2 separate regions of the Sus scrofa genome follow, and region 2 is linked to region 1. Evidence: chromatin contacts called from public HiChIP or PLAC-seq data. All regions are on one chromosome and are shown on one strand. Each heading gives the region's core, a stretch centred on a gene start, on an enhancer-like site or on the middle of the called end of the contact. The rest is flanking DNA. Distances are from core to core; before and after follow the strand shown.

Region 1 (7,594 bases), core at 2,225-4,724:
TGGGAAGTCTTGTGTGCAGCGCCTGGAGACCTTAGGATCTGGCGTCTTCCGACCCTCTCTCAACTGCCTGGCAATCCAAAACCCTGGGCTTGGCCATTAAAGAGCCGGTGTCCCCCACCCAGCTTGCTCGCTGCCTGCCCTGCAGAGCGTCAGAGCTTCCCCCCCACGTCGTCTGTTCCTCTGTCACCTCCCGGCAAGCCCTGATCAAGTTCTGTCCCTGATGCAATATTTATCACTACGTGACAAAATACGCTTTTTCAAAAGCTTTGAGTCCTATCAGAAGGTGGTGTTCTTGGAGTTGCCGTCATGGCTCAGCAGTTAACAAACCCAACTGATATCCATGAGGCTGCGGGTTCGATCCCTGGCCTTGCTCCGTGGGTTAAGGATCCTGCCTCGCCATGAGGTGTGGTGTCAGTCAAAGACGTGGCTTGGATTCCGTGTTGCTGTAGCTGTGGTGTAGGCTGGCAGCTGCAGCTCCGATTCGCCCCCTAGCCTGGGAACCTCCATATGCCGCGGGTGCGGCCCTAAAAAGGCAGACATTTTAAAAAAGTTTTAAAAAAGGTGATGCTCTTAATTTCAGCTCTGCCGCTTCCACAGACCCTCCGATTGACAAAGGCTGCTGTCTTGCCTTTCATCCATCCATCTGTGCATCCGTGCATCCGCCCCGTCCGTGGGTGCGTCCATCCGTCCTGTAAGACCATCGAGGGTGTATTACGTAGTCTGGTTGGGAGTGCAGCCTCTGTCTTTGCCAGTGGTGACTTCTGTGGTTGGGTCTGCTGCCTGTGGGTCCTTGGGGAGCTTTGCAACCTCTCTCATTCTCCACTTATTTCCTCCTTGCGAAAAGAATAAAGGCACTCACTCCACAGGCTTGTTGTGAAGGGTAACACATGTAACAAGCTGACGAAAGACTGAAGCTCCCCCGCTTATCCGCTTATCCAGGGCCACCTGCCACGCCCAACCCAGCTCAGCCAGGAGACACTGGACCAGGAATTACAAGGAAAGATGTGTTTCCCCTTCAGAGAAGCTGGGAGCCACGAAAATGTAGCCCGGAAGACTCACCAGCTTTGGGGGGCGGGGAAGGATTCCCACGAGGACTGAAGTTGGCTGTGGCCTGGTGGAGGGATCTGGGGGAAGGGGGAGGGTACCCAGACATGCTCCTATCATCTGCCTAGAGAAATAGTGTATTTATAAAAACTGTTCACGGAAACAGGTTCATTTGCCAACTGGCTCCCATTGGGCAAAGCGTAGTTAATGTTCTAAAAAACGGATCTCCAAAATGATTTCTCCTCTAGTTTTGATTTTGTTTTGCTTTTGAGAACGGCACCTGAAGTTTCCAGGCTAGGGGTCACATCGGAGCTACAGCTGCCAGCCTATGCCACAGGCACAGCCATGCAGGATCCAAGCCTCGTCTGCGATGTACGCACACACACCGCTCATGGCAACGCCAGATCCTCAACCCACTGAGCGAGGCCAGGGATCAAACCCAAATCCTCAGGGCTCCTAGTCGGACTCGTTTCCACTGCACCACGATGGGAGCTCCCTCCTCTAGCTTTCATTCTCTCTGCCCTTTCTACCTGTGATTTTTCTGAGCCTGACCGCATTTGGGGAGGGATATAAAAGGATTTAAAACTCAGACAATAAAGAAAAGCATCTGCTTTTGTTAAATTGCTTTACCTGCCATGTTGCTTTGTTTCGGGAGGTTAGCTATGACTAGCGATGTGCAAACATACTCAACAGAGTTGTAAGAGCTTCTTTTCACTAGAAGGCTCAGCCTGGGTGGGGCAGAGAGCGGTGGGAATGCAAGACCATTTTACCTGGGAACCTGGTTTGACTTTTGAGTTCCAGGGTCAGGAAGTCCTTTCGACTGGGGGCTGGAAGCTGGTTGCACCGTTTGGGGGTGGTGCTAGGCTACAGCGGGGGTGGGCGGCCTGTCTGGCAAATGCCCCGGGGCAGAGATGGAGTTGGAACTCAGGGCAATGGGGAGCCAGCTCTGCGTCTCGACTTGGGGAATGACGGGTCAGCGCTGGGGGTTTCGAAGTCCTTTCTGCTTCAGAGAGGTTTGGAAAAGGCCCGCAGGGAGGCCGGACTGGGGTAGGCGTGGTGAGAAGAGGATGGCTGCCTGTGAGAACTATGGGAGCGGTGATGGGGTGTATCAACAGAGATGAAACGGGCTGTGCTTGGGGCCAGGCAGCAGGTGGATGCAGATACTCTTCTTCATCCTGAGCTGGCTTGGTCACCTTTGGTGGTCACCGTCTCCTGCTCCAGGACACCTGACCCAAGGCGATGAGGCCTCCTGGGCACAGAGATCCACTCCCAGTCCTGCAGGGCCAGACAGGGATTTTGCGGCCCCTGCGTTCTCCTTGGAAGGGATCTTGGGCCAGCTGCCAGCCTTGTCTCCTGTATCTGTGACAACCACACTAGTATTCCCTGAGGCTTTCCACTTCAAATGCTCTGTCCTTGTTTGCACAGGTTCCTGTGTCATGTTCGGCGCCCCCCCCCCTTTTTAATTTGGCCGAGCCATGGCATGCAAAAGTTCTCAGGGCAGGGATCCAACCCTCGCCACAGCAGTGACAACGCTGAGGCCCTAACCGCTAGGCCACCAGGGAACTCCTAAGTGTTCCCATTTTTAATTGGGAAATAAACTGTGTTACTCTACCCACGGGCCTGGGTTGGGGCCGTGAGGCTGCCTAGCCCACGACCACCTCCACGACTCTAAGACCCACGTGGGTAGCAGAAGTGGGGCAGTGAGATGAGAATGTGCAGGATTTGGGGTGAGAACCCAGGCTCCAGGATCTCCTTGTGCCCCTGAGCCGTCCCTCTCTGGGCCTCCCCTCCCCACTTGCAGATGGAAGTTATAATACCTGTCTGGGCCATCACCCTGCAGGCAGCAGAGCAGCCTGCACGCGGTGACTATTCGTACCTCGGCGTTGGGGGCTCAGGAGAGGGCAGGTGCGCCCGGTGGGCTCCCTGCACCGAGAGGCGAGAGGCGGGCAGACCCCTCCGCCGGCCCTGCGCGGGAGTTGATGGGCAGAGTGCAGAGGACGCAGCCCCGGGAGAGGGCATTCTGAACACTTCGGAGCTCAGATTCCTCGCTTCACAGTTGGAAGGTGAGGGCCTCTGTACCGGGACGTCCCAAACATTGATGAAGACGCTCAGCCCAGGGCTCTGCCCAGAGCGCCGCCCTCTAGTGTGCGCGACGATGGAGGGCGGCGACCCCGCAGATGCCCCAAGTCAGAAGAAAGGTTGGGGCCCCGCCGCCGCTTGAATTCCACGGCGGCGGAACTCCACTCCTCCCTGGGGCGCCGCCGCAGAAGGACCGCCGGAACCTGTCACCTCCCGGGTTAACGCCTTTAAGCAGGAGCACACTGTCCCTTTAAGGCGTTGAGCCGAGCCGAGGCGTTTTGCTCCTCGCCGCTCCCCGTAGCTCCCCTCCGAGAGGCCGGCTTTGTGCGTTTGCCCCGCCCTCTCGCCCCGCCCCCGCGCACGCGCATTGCCGCTCGCCGCGCCGCCTAGTCGAGCTCGGCCCGGCTCCCGCCCAGGCGGCGGCAGACGCGACGCCCGGAGCGCCCGTCCTCAGCCCCTCGCCGCCCGGCAGGTAAGCTGGGGCCGCCCGGCCGGCGGACACGCTTCGGGGGGACGCGGGCTGGGGGTCGACGCCGGCGCACCCCGCGCCGTCCGTCGCGGCACGTGTTCTGGCGGGCCCGGCCCCGGCCCGGGTTCAGCCCCGCCGGGCCTCCCGGCGCAGACGCCCCGCGCCCGCCGCTTCGCCTCCGGGGCGCGAGCTTGGCTGCCCTTTTCCCCGCCGAGCGCCCAGCCCCCTCCGCAAACGGACTCGCACGGACCGCCGCGGAGCCCCTGGGACCCCCAGCTTCTCCCGCCCCCAGCGGTCAGGTGACGAGCCCCCAGCCCCGGGACTGCGACTTCCTTCTGGAGCCGGCGTGCATGACCCCTTTGCCTCCAGAGAAGCACCCCAGACCCCAGAGCCATCCAGTGCCTGGATGTGGCGCGCTGTCTGCCTTCCTCTGCTGCAGGGACGCCCCCACCTCAGCCCGCTCTGTACTCCCAGCCCGAGGCAGCCCCAGGCCCCATTGCTCCCTGAGAGTTCGGGGTTCCGGGGCTGCGGGGCTGCCGTCACGAAGGGAAGGCCCACCACGCCCTGCGGTGGAGCCTCGGACCCCTTCCAGTCTGGCTCGCGAGGGCCACTTTGGGGGATGTGGAAGATCATTCCTGGTGCCTTCTGGTCCCGCTTCTACCCGCTCAGGTCCCTTAGCCCCCGTCTGGCAAGTACTGAGTTAGACACTCTCCCCTGAGGTTGGCCCGGTTGGTAGAGGCAGCTGGGTAAGCTGGACCCCAGGTATGTCTGAGATTTCAGGTGGGGTGGTGAGCAGCGAGTCTCCTCACTCTGTGCGGGCCAGTTACCTCCTGTCTCGCCACACCTTGGCCCCAGTCTCTGGGGTGGCGCCCAGGCATCTGCATTTCGAGGCAGTCCAGGCGAGCACTCTGAAGTTTGGGAGGCTCAGCCTTAGGTGGTCAGACTCACCTGGGAGCCAAGAAGGAGCAAGTCGCAGGTGCTGGGGAGGCTGGCTCCAAACAAGGTGTCCAGAAATCGTATTTCTAAAGGTTGATTTCTGTACGTTAAGGTGTTGCTAGCTGAGGAGTGGGGCAGGGCTGGGGCACTTTTTCTGTCCCCCTATTGGATCCCCCGCTCCTCACCTGAAGGCAGCCAGTTCGCCCCACCTCCTGGTGGGTCTCAAGCCTCTGTGCTCCCTTTCGCACCCCAGACAGAGCCTCTTCTGTTCCTGCACGTGTTTAGCTCGGGGGAGGGGGGGCCTTCTCGCAGCTCTTGGCCTTGGTCTCATTGCCTCCGATGCTCAGTTCTGTGCAGAGGACTCTTCGGCCCACTTGTCCAGCCCAGCAAAGGGCAGGCAGTGCCGGGCTAATTGGCACGGCCTGCTTGCACTAACGACAGTCACAAGCGGCGAGTGCTTCCTGAGCCCCAGCTCTGTGCCAGCACTTTGCCCCCACACATCTGCTGACCTGCCCCTTCCTTGCCCTCCCCCAGCCCAGTACTTGAGCTTTGGGTGCTGCAGGCTCCATCCCTGCGCAGGGAGCCTTGCTCAGGTGACCAGCTGTTTCCCCTCCGCACAGCTCTGGCCACTCTGCACAGCTGGGTTGCGTTGACCTTTCTCTCCCATCTTCTTGGAGGGAGAGTTTGGGACTTGCTCTTGGTGATGGCTCCTGCTCCGCCTCAGTGTGACGAGAAACCTGTGCAAGCTTCCAGTTTGAGGCGCCAAGCTAGAATGTACAGCTTGTGAACCCAGCAGGTTAACAGTGGTGCCAGCTTCCGGGAGGTGGCTGGCCAGTGGGACTTGCGGGATGTCTGGGCGGCTCTGGAATAATGCTTGCCCTTGTTTCAGAATCACCTGGTGTGTTTCTGTGCCAAGTATCCCAGTGGCAGAATCCATTCTTGTGACAGAGGAAGCCAGTTGTACTGTGCAGCTTTTGAGTGGTTCCCGTTTTCATGCTGAAACCTAATTGAGCTGCCTCTTTCCCCCTTCTCTGCAGTGGGTCTTGCTTGCATAGCATCTGCGTACTTTAGGCTGCTTCTGTGGAGGGCTGGACTGGACCATGGGGACCCCAGTGGGCAGGGCCGGCTCTGGTTTGTGCTTTCTGGCCATGCTTTCGGCTCTTAGTGTTTTGGAAGCCGCCTTGTGTCTGCAGCCTGCACCCGGGACCTGGCAGCCCCTCCCCAGGAGGTGTGGACCACAGGCCCCGCTTCTGTGTTTTCAGATGTGGCTCTTCCTGCTCTCATGTCCCTTGGGATGTATTTAAGGATTTGGCTGAGTTTCCAAACTTCTGCACCCGGCAGCCCAGTCTCCTGTAATTTGGCGTGTTGGTTTCCTGACAAGACGCCTTTGGTCCATTGGGTTTCTTCTTTAATGTATCAGGGACTCTTTGAAGGGAGCCGCCTTTTGGCTGCCTGGACTGTGCTGCATTTCTACAGACTTCTGGGTGACAAACTAGGAAGCACCCTTGAGGGCGGGGTCTCTGGCCACTTTCACTGAAGGGCAGAGGGCAGCGCGGTACCTGCAGGGTTAGTGTGCAGTCAGGGTGGCCGGAACCTCAGGTTGGGACCGTACCTGCCATGGGCTCCGTTAGGCGGTCCGATGTTTTTGTAGTCTCTGTCCTGGACACTCTTCTGAAGGTTGGTCTGTTTCCTGGCCTCGTCCCCGCTGCAGGTTTGCATTAGCTGACGGCGCTCCCCACCTGCGGCTTCTGCCTGGAGCTGTGAGCTCCCCGCTGTCCCCCGCCCGGTGGGCTTCAGAGCCATGGCAACCGAGGAGAAGAAGCCGGAGACCGAGGCCGCCAGAGCGCAGCCCGCCCCGTCGGCGGCAGCCACGCAGAGCAAGGCGCGTTCCCGGGGCTCCTGGGGACGTGCAGGGTGCAGAGGCTGGAAGATTTGTGGACATATTTTTTCAAGCCCATAAGTCTTTTCTCCCTCCTAAAACATCACCCGTTTCACTCAAAACCACATTCCCAGCCAGTGCGTACTTTGTGGCACGTCCAGGATCCCCAACCTGCCCCCTGGGGAGGGGGCTTGATCCACAATATAGATCCTTGGTCTCGCTGTAAGAGTCTGTGGGGCCCAGAAATTGTCCCTTGGTGAACAGCCCCCCCCCCGGCTGCAGGGCAGAGCCCCCCTGCAGACCCCAGGGGGCAAGTCCTCAGGGGCGGGTGGGGGACCGCTGCCTGGAGGGGCTGCAGGATTTGAGCCCGGGTGGCGGGGCGTCTGCGGCAGGGGCTGCAGGACAGGCAGGGTCTGCCAGGGGAGAACGCGTTCAGATGTAGGCGTGTTTGAAAGGGGACACGGGGACAGGTGGGAGTTCTAGGGGCACCGTCAAACGATAGGGCGAGCTGGCAAAGAGGCCCTGGGACCCCGGTCGCACCCCGCCCGTCGCCGGCGGGGTTGGGCAGCGCTGGCTGCTGTTGGCTGACTGCTCCGCTCCCTTTCACAGCCCACACCTGTTAAACCCAACTACGCGCTGAAGTTCACCCTGGCCGGCCACACGAAAGCTGTGTCCTCGGTGAAGTTCAGCCCGAACGGGGAGTGGCTGGCGAGTTCGTGTAGGTGTCCGGTCTGGAGGCGGCGGGGAGCCCGGGCAGCCGAGGGCTGGCTTCCCAGGGCCGGAGGCCGCCACTGCTGTGTCTCCCTTTCTTTCAGCTGCAGATAAACTCATTAAGATTTGGGGAGCTTACGACGGAAAATTTGAGAAAACCATATCTGGTCACAAGCTGGTAGGTGTCAGCCTTGTACCCTGCGGTCACTCTTGGGCGGAGTGGGGGCCCTTCTGCGGGCTTGTCCGGTTAAGAGCTCAGCCCCCCCCCACCCCCGATTTTGGCCTCCTGTTTATTTTTTTTTTGCCTCTTGTTTCTTCGGCCTGCCCGCCGGCGAGGCCTGGCGGCGCCACGGAGGGCAGGCTCTAGGCCCAGGCCGGGGGCCAGCGGGAGCCGAGGGGCTCCAGGCGGGGCCACCTGCCGGGGGTCTTTAGTTGCGTGTCCGGCATGTAGCTCTTGCTGGCTCAGCCCCGTTGTG
Region 2 (7,594 bases), core at 2,887-5,386, 140 kb after region 1:
CGTCCTTCTCGGCCCCACGGAGACCCGGGTGTCTTGCCAGACTTCACGAGGCGCTTCTGGCAAGACACTGATGGAGCAGCGCCTGCCCAGGGTGGCAGGAGGGTGGCTGTCGCCACAGTGAGGAGGATGGGGGGGTGCAGGGGTGCTTCGAGAGGAGACAAGACCACTGGTTTCTAGGACCCACGAGGCTGTCACGTGTCCCCCCCCCCCCGGGGTGGGGACGGCTGGGGTCTTCTGAGATGGGATGGGAGCAGGAGGGGGCCATAGCACGAGTCAGGTTTCAGATGCGCTCACTCAGACAGGCTTTTGTGAACTCGTTTTTGTTGTGTGTGTGTGTGTGTGTGTGTTTTTCCGTTTTAAATGTAATAAAGGCTCATTATAGAAAACGAAAATTGCAAAGGAGGATGTGGAAAGCTCCCTGGCTCCATTGCTACAACTCGCCACCGGTAACAGACAGAGAGGGGCTTCTTTTGAGACTTCTGTGTGTGCCACTGCAACTGGAAGCTTTCTGTAGACGATTCGAAGCGGCCTTTTCCCACGTGGCAGCATGTTCTTCTCAGCACCCGTGTGCGTCTTATTGAGCGGATCCCTTGCTGCGTAACCGCTGACTGGGAGGCTGTTTTCCACCTGCTGCCCGGGCGGTGCTGACCGCCTTCCTTGCTGAATCTCCGTCCGAGTTTCTCTTTTCTTAGGATGGGAAGCAGCCGGCTCAGATTTGGGCAGGGTTCCTGCTCCTCGCTGGGCACCGCTGAGCCGCTGACGACGGGGGCACCCCCAGGAGAGGGTTCTGGAACCCCACACCAGCGCGGTGTGGGAGGCAGGCTTATGTTACAGCAGAGGAAACAGGTTGGGAGGGGACGGCCAGCCAGCAGACAGGCTGAGCCCATGGGGGCGCCTCGTGGAGTCTGAAACCAAGGATGTGACACCGGTCAGGCTATCAGGGTGACAGTGTCCCCGTCAGCTAATGTTTCTTTGAACCTGGGGAGCCGAGGGGACCAGCCGCTGGGCTGCCATGTGCCAGGAGCTCCAGGGGCCAGCTCGGCCAGCCCGCTCCTTGGGATGGCCTGACACAGGCGTGGGCCACGTTGTGTGGGGACAGCCGGCTTCTGGGTTCTCTGACTCACCCTCTCTGCCCAGGGCTGGTGGGTGTGTAGTGGGCAAGGCCAGAGCTCACCTCTTTGCCGGTGCCCGGTGCCCTCTGCGGCAGCTGAGTAGCCCCGAGGGCCCCCTGGGAGGCCTTCTACCTTCCCAAGGAGATGCTTCTTAGGAGTGAGACCTAGGGCTCAGGCAGCAGAGCACGGCTCGTGGGGCAGGGCCTTTCTTCATCCAGCTCTGCTCTGAGGGCTCGAGTCACGGCCGTCTCCGCTCCACGTGGGCAGACGTAGCTAAAGCAGGCCTGTCCCCGCCGCGAGGCATGGCGGTCTGGATGATCAGGGACCCCCATGTCAACACTAGGACGGTCTGGAAATTTCCGGCCACGAGGCTTAAACTGGGCGATGCCGGGACCAGGCCTGGGTGAGCTCGTCTTCTGCAAAGCCACCGGGGCTCTCGGCTGTGCCTTGGGGACGTGGCGTGAGATGTGCCCTGACGGTCACTGTGGAGGCTGTGCCCAGCCAAGCTCGGCAGCACTGCTACCTGCGCTGTTTCCTCCAGGCTGGCCCAGGGCAGGCCCGGGGCGTTGGGACTTGGGGGTCTGTGATTTGGTGGGGTGGGGTTGGTCCAGCCTCTCAGGGGCTGGGGGGCAGGCTCCAGCATCACAGGTGGCCTCAGCTGGGACATGGGACCCTCCCCTGTCTCACCTTCAGCCTCCGCATCAAGGGCCTCGGAGCAAAGAGCCTTGGTGCAAAGCGCACTTGAGGCCACTGGTCCCGAGCAGCGTGGGACCCGAGAGCGCCTGGTATCCCGGTCCTGTTCCCATCGCCCTGGGCCGGGAGAAACATCCCAGGGGGACACGAGGATGGAGGGACCAGTGTGGGGGGCAAGGTGAGGGCAGCCTTCTGCACGCACGGCCCGGGGGCTCTGGGGGTGGAGTGGGGAGCCCGAGGGAGGCCTGGCGGGTTGCCACGACGCAGCTGAACCCCCTGTTCTGGGAAGGTATTGGTGGAAGGTCTGGCAGGAGCCCACACATGGCGAGCGCTGCCTGGAGCAGGGCGCGTGGACTGGGGGTCGGGGGAGGGGCAGGTTCCCCCAAAGGGGAAATTGAAGGCCCAGGCGGTGCCTGCGGCCGAGGAAACTTGCTGTTCCCTTTGGCTCATCGGTGATGCTCCGGCCTGGGGCTCACCTTTCTGGTCTGAAGGTGGCGTCCCCCCCCTTGGGGGAGGAAGGGTGCTGAGGCCGCGCCAGCTGCAGGCTGGGGGGTCTGGGCTTCTCCTGGGCGACCGCGTTTCCAGGACAGCCCCTCCTCTCTGGGCAGGTTCTGCGCTCAGAAGCGGCTCCTCTGGGGAACGGGGACTCCGGTTAGTGAGAAGAACAAAGCCTGTCATCAACCTGGGGATGGCCCCCCCGAAGGGCGCGCTGGGGCCCAGGGATTGGGACTAGATGGGGTGATGGTGGAGGGGGCTTGACACCCCCCGGAGGTCTTCTCAGGGCCAGGCCTCTGGGCTCCTCCTGAGGCAGAGCCTCCAAGGCCTCCGCGGTGTCCAAGCCTGGCTCAGGGGCCGAAGACGCATGGCGCTGATGCGGAAACCGAAGCCCTGGGAGGAAGGAAGTGCTTCTCAGTACAGAAGACCTGGGGTATCAACGGGGATATGCTGAGAGCCCCGTTGGTGCCTGGAGAGGAACCCTGCTGTGGCGGCAGGAGCCAGGCCCCTCGGGGCTCCCATCATATGTCGGGTGAAGAATTGGGTGCTGGTGTCCCATCCCCTGGTCCCCAGCTCTGGAGAGCTCACAGGCTGGGGGGGAGCCTCACAGAGGGACAGAGGGTGCAAGCTGCCGCTGGGCTCAGGAAGCCCCGGCCAGGCTCGGGGCTGGTCAGCCAGCTGCCCACGGGGCCACGTAGGGGCTGGGCCTTCCCGTGGCATGTGGAGTGGCCAGTGTGGAGCCGGTCCAGAGCAGCAGTCTGTCCCGGGGACAGGGGTGGCTTGTGGGCAGGGCTGGGTGCCCGCGGGGAGGGAGATGACTCAGGGAGGGAGGGAGGCAGGGCCCGGCCGGTGTTCTCAGCAGTTTGGACTTTATCCCAAGGGCAATGGGGAGCAGGGAAGGGTTTTAAGCTGGGAGGGACCTGATGAGTGACGGGCGCTCTATGCTGGGTGGAGGGAGGCAGGGGACAGGCTGACCAGATGGGGGGCTCTGGCCAGAGAGTGCGAGGCCTGGGCCTTGCAGGGGCCCCCCTGTGGAAGGGCAGCTTCATCAGACCCAAGCTGTAGGCCTGGAGCGAGTCCAGGCCCTCCTTGGACCCGCCGGCCAAGGGCCGCAGGAGAGTGTGTGCCAGGCCGCCTTTACCCCGCTTGCTGGCCGGTCTGGGGCTGGGGGGCCCGCGGTCGCCAGCCCAGGGAGCAAGGGGCCAGCCCCTCTGTAACTTCCCCGTTGCTCGACGTGGAACAGCTCCTCCGATGGCCGCTATCAAGAACCGCTCTCATCGCCCTGCTGCGGCAGTGGCCACATACATAATATTTAAACCACGCCGGTGGGTGACAGAGACGTACGGATATTTTTAATCCCAACAGGCTATTACGGTTCATATCATGTCTGTCAAATAAATATTATGAATCATCTCCCGTTATCTTTATGGGGGCAGGAAGACTACATCAGTGAGACTGAGCACGGCGGCTCGGCCCGTCTTATTTATCCATCTCTTCTGTATATGTATGTGGATTCGGGGAGATTTATGCAGCAATTGTCGATAATAAATGGCCCCGATAAAACACATTATCTTCTGGGTTGGTGGGCGGCGTCTGGATAGGAGAGCCGTCATCAGAGCCAGGCTGGGGACGGGATCGGTGCCCCAGGCTGGGATTCTTGGCTTCGGCTTTTCTCCTCAGCGCCCAGGATGTGTTAACACTGAGGTCCCTGTTGATAGGTTCTTACTTCATGTGAAAAAAACAAAACAAAACAAAACAAAACAAAAAACCTCTGTGATTAGCTGGCTCTTTCCTCCCATTTTATGGACGAAGAGACTGAGGTTCAGAGAGGACCACGTGAGAGTCGGTGGCGGAGCCAGGCTTGGCCTCCCGGTTCCGGCTCCTGCCCCAGCACCCAGTTTTCCCAGTCTGCAGCCTGGCCCTTGCTCTGGACTCTGGTCTTAACACCTGCACACTGGTGGGGAGCCTGAAGGTGGAGCCGTTCTCTGACGGCAGGAGGCCGAAGTGGGTGCTTGTCCCTACGGGGTCGGACCGTCCACCTCGATTGTGACTCTGCTGACCTCGGCGCTGGAGCTGCTGCATGACCTGCAGCCTGTCACGGCTCCCCTCAGCCTCAGCATCGCCTTCTGTGAGACGGGAAGGCAGGAATCCGTCGGCAGAGCTGGGGGTGGAGCTGGCAGTGTGTGGCAGGTCCCTTCTCTGCTACCCCGGGCTCGCTGGACGCCCCCTGGCATCCTCTAAACCCCCGAGCCGCTCCCCGCCCCTGCATCCATGACCCCTTCTAGGTGGCCTTGGGGTTTTGGCAGGACCATCTGTTTGGAGGCCTCTGGAGGGAACCCACCAGCTCCTGCCTGGAGCCGCCCTGAAATCCTGGGCTTTGTCCACAAAGCAGCCCCTATGCCCTTGGGCCTGTCCCACAGGAGCCGGGGCGCCAAACCGCCCTCAGCTCCCAGAGGTTTGGAACGAGGCTCCCTCGTGATGGAGCAAAGCTGCTTGCCTTGAGGTCACCCGATTCACACGGAACCCAACCTTTCTCTGGCCTGTGCACTGGGCTGGGGGTGCAGGGCCAGCTGTCCTTCAGGTCTGGGAGCTGCGGTCAAGGTCCTGCAGGGCTGCAGACATTTAACAGAGGGCGTCCTCTCCTCCCCCGCGTGTCCCCCCCCTTCTCCGAGTACAACAGACTGGAGGCCGAGTGTGGCCAGGCAGCTTCCTGGTGCCCCCCCCCCCGATGACGGCGAGACAGGCCAGGACTCCGGCCAGCTCCATCTGCCTCCCACGTGGGCTCGGCCAGCCTTTGCCTCTCTGGGCTCCATCCCCACCCGCCACCCCTCCCCCAGCTCAACTCATCCGTCACCAGGGACAGAGACTGTCACCCCCAAGAGGGCCTCTGGGCTGGGGGTCTTGGAAGACTCTTCCCTGCTTGATGAGGGCTGAGGGCCCCAAACCCCTGTGACATCCCAGGGGTCGCCAGGCTGGAATCCCACGGACTTTCCCTTGGGGGAAGGAACCGGAAGCGCCAAGGTGCCCCCTGGTGCCCCTGGAATTGCTGGGAGCCGTCCACCCAGACGCCAGTCTCGGGGGCCCCAGCCTGGCAGACACCGGCCTTTAAAAATATTATTCACCAAGCGATTCCGGAGACTGTTTACAAGACTGAGCTGAGACAGGCGCGTGGAAGAGGCCAAAGTACCTTAAAAAGCATCCTTCAGGGGGAAAAAAAAGCCAAACAAAAAACAAAACCCTCTCAGATCCCAGGTTGTAAATAGATGGATATTACTATAAAAATATTTTTGGCTGCAGAAGCACATGGCAGGAAGGCTGGGGGCGGTTTTTTCCATGGTTAGCTTGGGCCTGGCGTCTCCAAATGGGGCAGCCACCGTCCAGGGCGGTGTCCTGTGGGATCATTCGCACCAAAAAGCCCCAGCTTGAGGGGAGAGCGAGGACTAGGAATAGCACACAGCGTGCACACTTGCCAGCAGGGAGCGGGGCCTTCGCCTCCCCTGCAGCTGGCTCCCTTTCCCGGTCCCAGCCGGCCGGCTCTCTGAGCACCCTTGCCCCCCGCCCCTCCGCAGATGGGGAGGCGAGGCTGAGCCTCTGTAGGCCCTGAGGCTGGACTGGAGCCAGGTCTGCAGGGCTCTGGACTCCGGGCTCGCCCCACTGTGCCCGCGGCCTGGAGCCCTGGGAGAGGCTGGGGCTGGGGGACGCCTTCGCGGGTCTCTGAGGAATAGAGGCCCCCTCTCGCATCCTCAGCGGATCCGCCTGCGTGTGGCTCCCTGGCTCCAGGCGCCAACAGTTCCGAATGGAGTCTCAAGTTTTCCGTGGCCAGGGGTGGGAGGAGTGGGGCTGGGCGCCCAGGTCCCAGGCAACCCACTGTCTCAAGCAGGTGACTTTGGATGCTTGAGCTCAGCCTTCGAGGCCTCCAGGACCAGCTTTCCCACAATTGCCCGGCGTGTTCTGACCTGCCCGCTGAACGGGCTGTTCCTGCGACGTGCCGACTACCTCCCACCTCCGGGCCCTGCTCATGCCGGTCCTTCTGCCTGCAGTGCTCTCAGCCCTGCTTCTATCTGATGAAAACCTCCCTCCTTCGAAACCCAGCTCAGGAACCAGCCATGCCCAGAAGCTGTCCAGGCCCCCTGGCTGGACACGTCTCATCCTCCGGTCACTGTTCTCCCACTCCCGGGCTGCCCGTGACTCTCCGTCTCAAACAGCAGCTCCTGTGGGCGTGTCCTACCTGCCCTCTGCGCTGGGGCTCCCAGGGGCCTAAGCCAGCGATGACAGCAGTGGTCGCAGCATCACTTACGGAGCTCCTCTTCCTTGAGGCCAGACTCTGCCTGTATGACCTCAATGAGCCACCTCCGTGACTCAGCAGGAGGGGGTGGCCATGCCCACTTCACAGATGAGAAGACTGAGACACAGAGAAGGGAGTGACGGACCGGGCCACACAGCTGGTGAGAGGCAGAGCTGGGATCCCATCCACGCCCGTCCAGCTGGGACCACACCTCCACCCAAGGACCCAGCCCGAGCACAGGGTCTGGCCTCGTGGTGAGCGCTGAGCAGATGTTTGTCGAATGACTGACTGATCTACGGCACTGGACATGGGGACCACTCACGTTTCTCTCACCCCCTCACCCCCACCCACACAGCCTCGCCTTCTCCACTCATGACCTGGGGTGACACAGCATGGATGGCCTGTCCCCACGGGGTGGGGCAGGAAGGCAGTGCTGCATCGAAGGTCACTGGGGACCCCTGAGGCCTGGGCAAACTTACCCCTCGGTGGCCCAGAGGTTCCAAGGACAGGCCTTGGGCTCAAAGGTTGGCTTCCCCCCTCACCACAGAGTGACGTGTCCCACGGTGTCCCCTCTCCTAGCCTTGCTGTCCTCACCAGCCAGGTGGAATGGCAGTGCCCGCTGCCCACAGGTTGTTGGGATGATCAGCAAAGAAGTGGGTGCCATGGCTCCGGGTCACCTATGCCCAGAGGGGCGGCCGAGTGGTGAGGGCATCTGGCCTCCTCCTTGCCAGGAGAGGCGAGGTCTGCTACAGGTCAGGAGGACAGGATAGGACGATGGGTGCACACGCGAAGGGCCGTGCCAGAGGAGCTGGAGACAGGCCTTCGAAGTGGGGCTTTCTCCCCAGACGTCAGCACCATGGCTGCTCCTTCCTGCATGCTTGCCAGCCCCCAGCCCTGGCAGGAGGAAACCAGGTTTAGAATCGGGTGGCCGTGGTTTGGAAAGGGGGGAGTGGGTTTGCTGTGATGACAGTGGATGAGAACCACAATTAAATAGGCTGCTGCTTGGGGC

Evidence for each region. HiChIP or PLAC-seq counts read pairs in DNA pulled down with a chosen protein or histone mark.
Region 2: an H3K27ac HiChIP or PLAC-seq map of alveolar macrophages shows a contact between it and region 1. The contact joins the promoter of RXRA here to the promoter of WDR5 in region 1. A contact is called at or near these places in 1 of 5 promoter capture datasets (liver) and 2 of 2 datasets of contacts at active chromatin or transcription factors (alveolar macrophages and skeletal muscle).

The regions. Positions count from the first base shown.
Region 1 is chr1:273,556,800-273,564,393 of Sscrofa11.1, forward strand. It overlaps WDR5 (WD repeat-containing protein 5), which reads left to right and starts at 3,475. Exons shown (of 12, transcript XR_002338163.1): 1 at 3,475-3,595; 2 at 6,240-6,410; 3 at 7,017-7,125; 4 at 7,223-7,296. LOC102160100 (a long non-coding RNA gene) reads right to left here and starts at 3,371. Exons shown (of 2, transcript XR_002338154.1): 1 at 2,921-3,371; 2 at 1,644-2,319.
Region 2 is chr1:273,694,706-273,702,299 of Sscrofa11.1, forward strand. It overlaps RXRA (retinoic acid receptor RXR-alpha), which reads left to right and starts at 4,137. Exons shown (of 10, transcript XM_021071603.1): 1 at 4,137-7,594.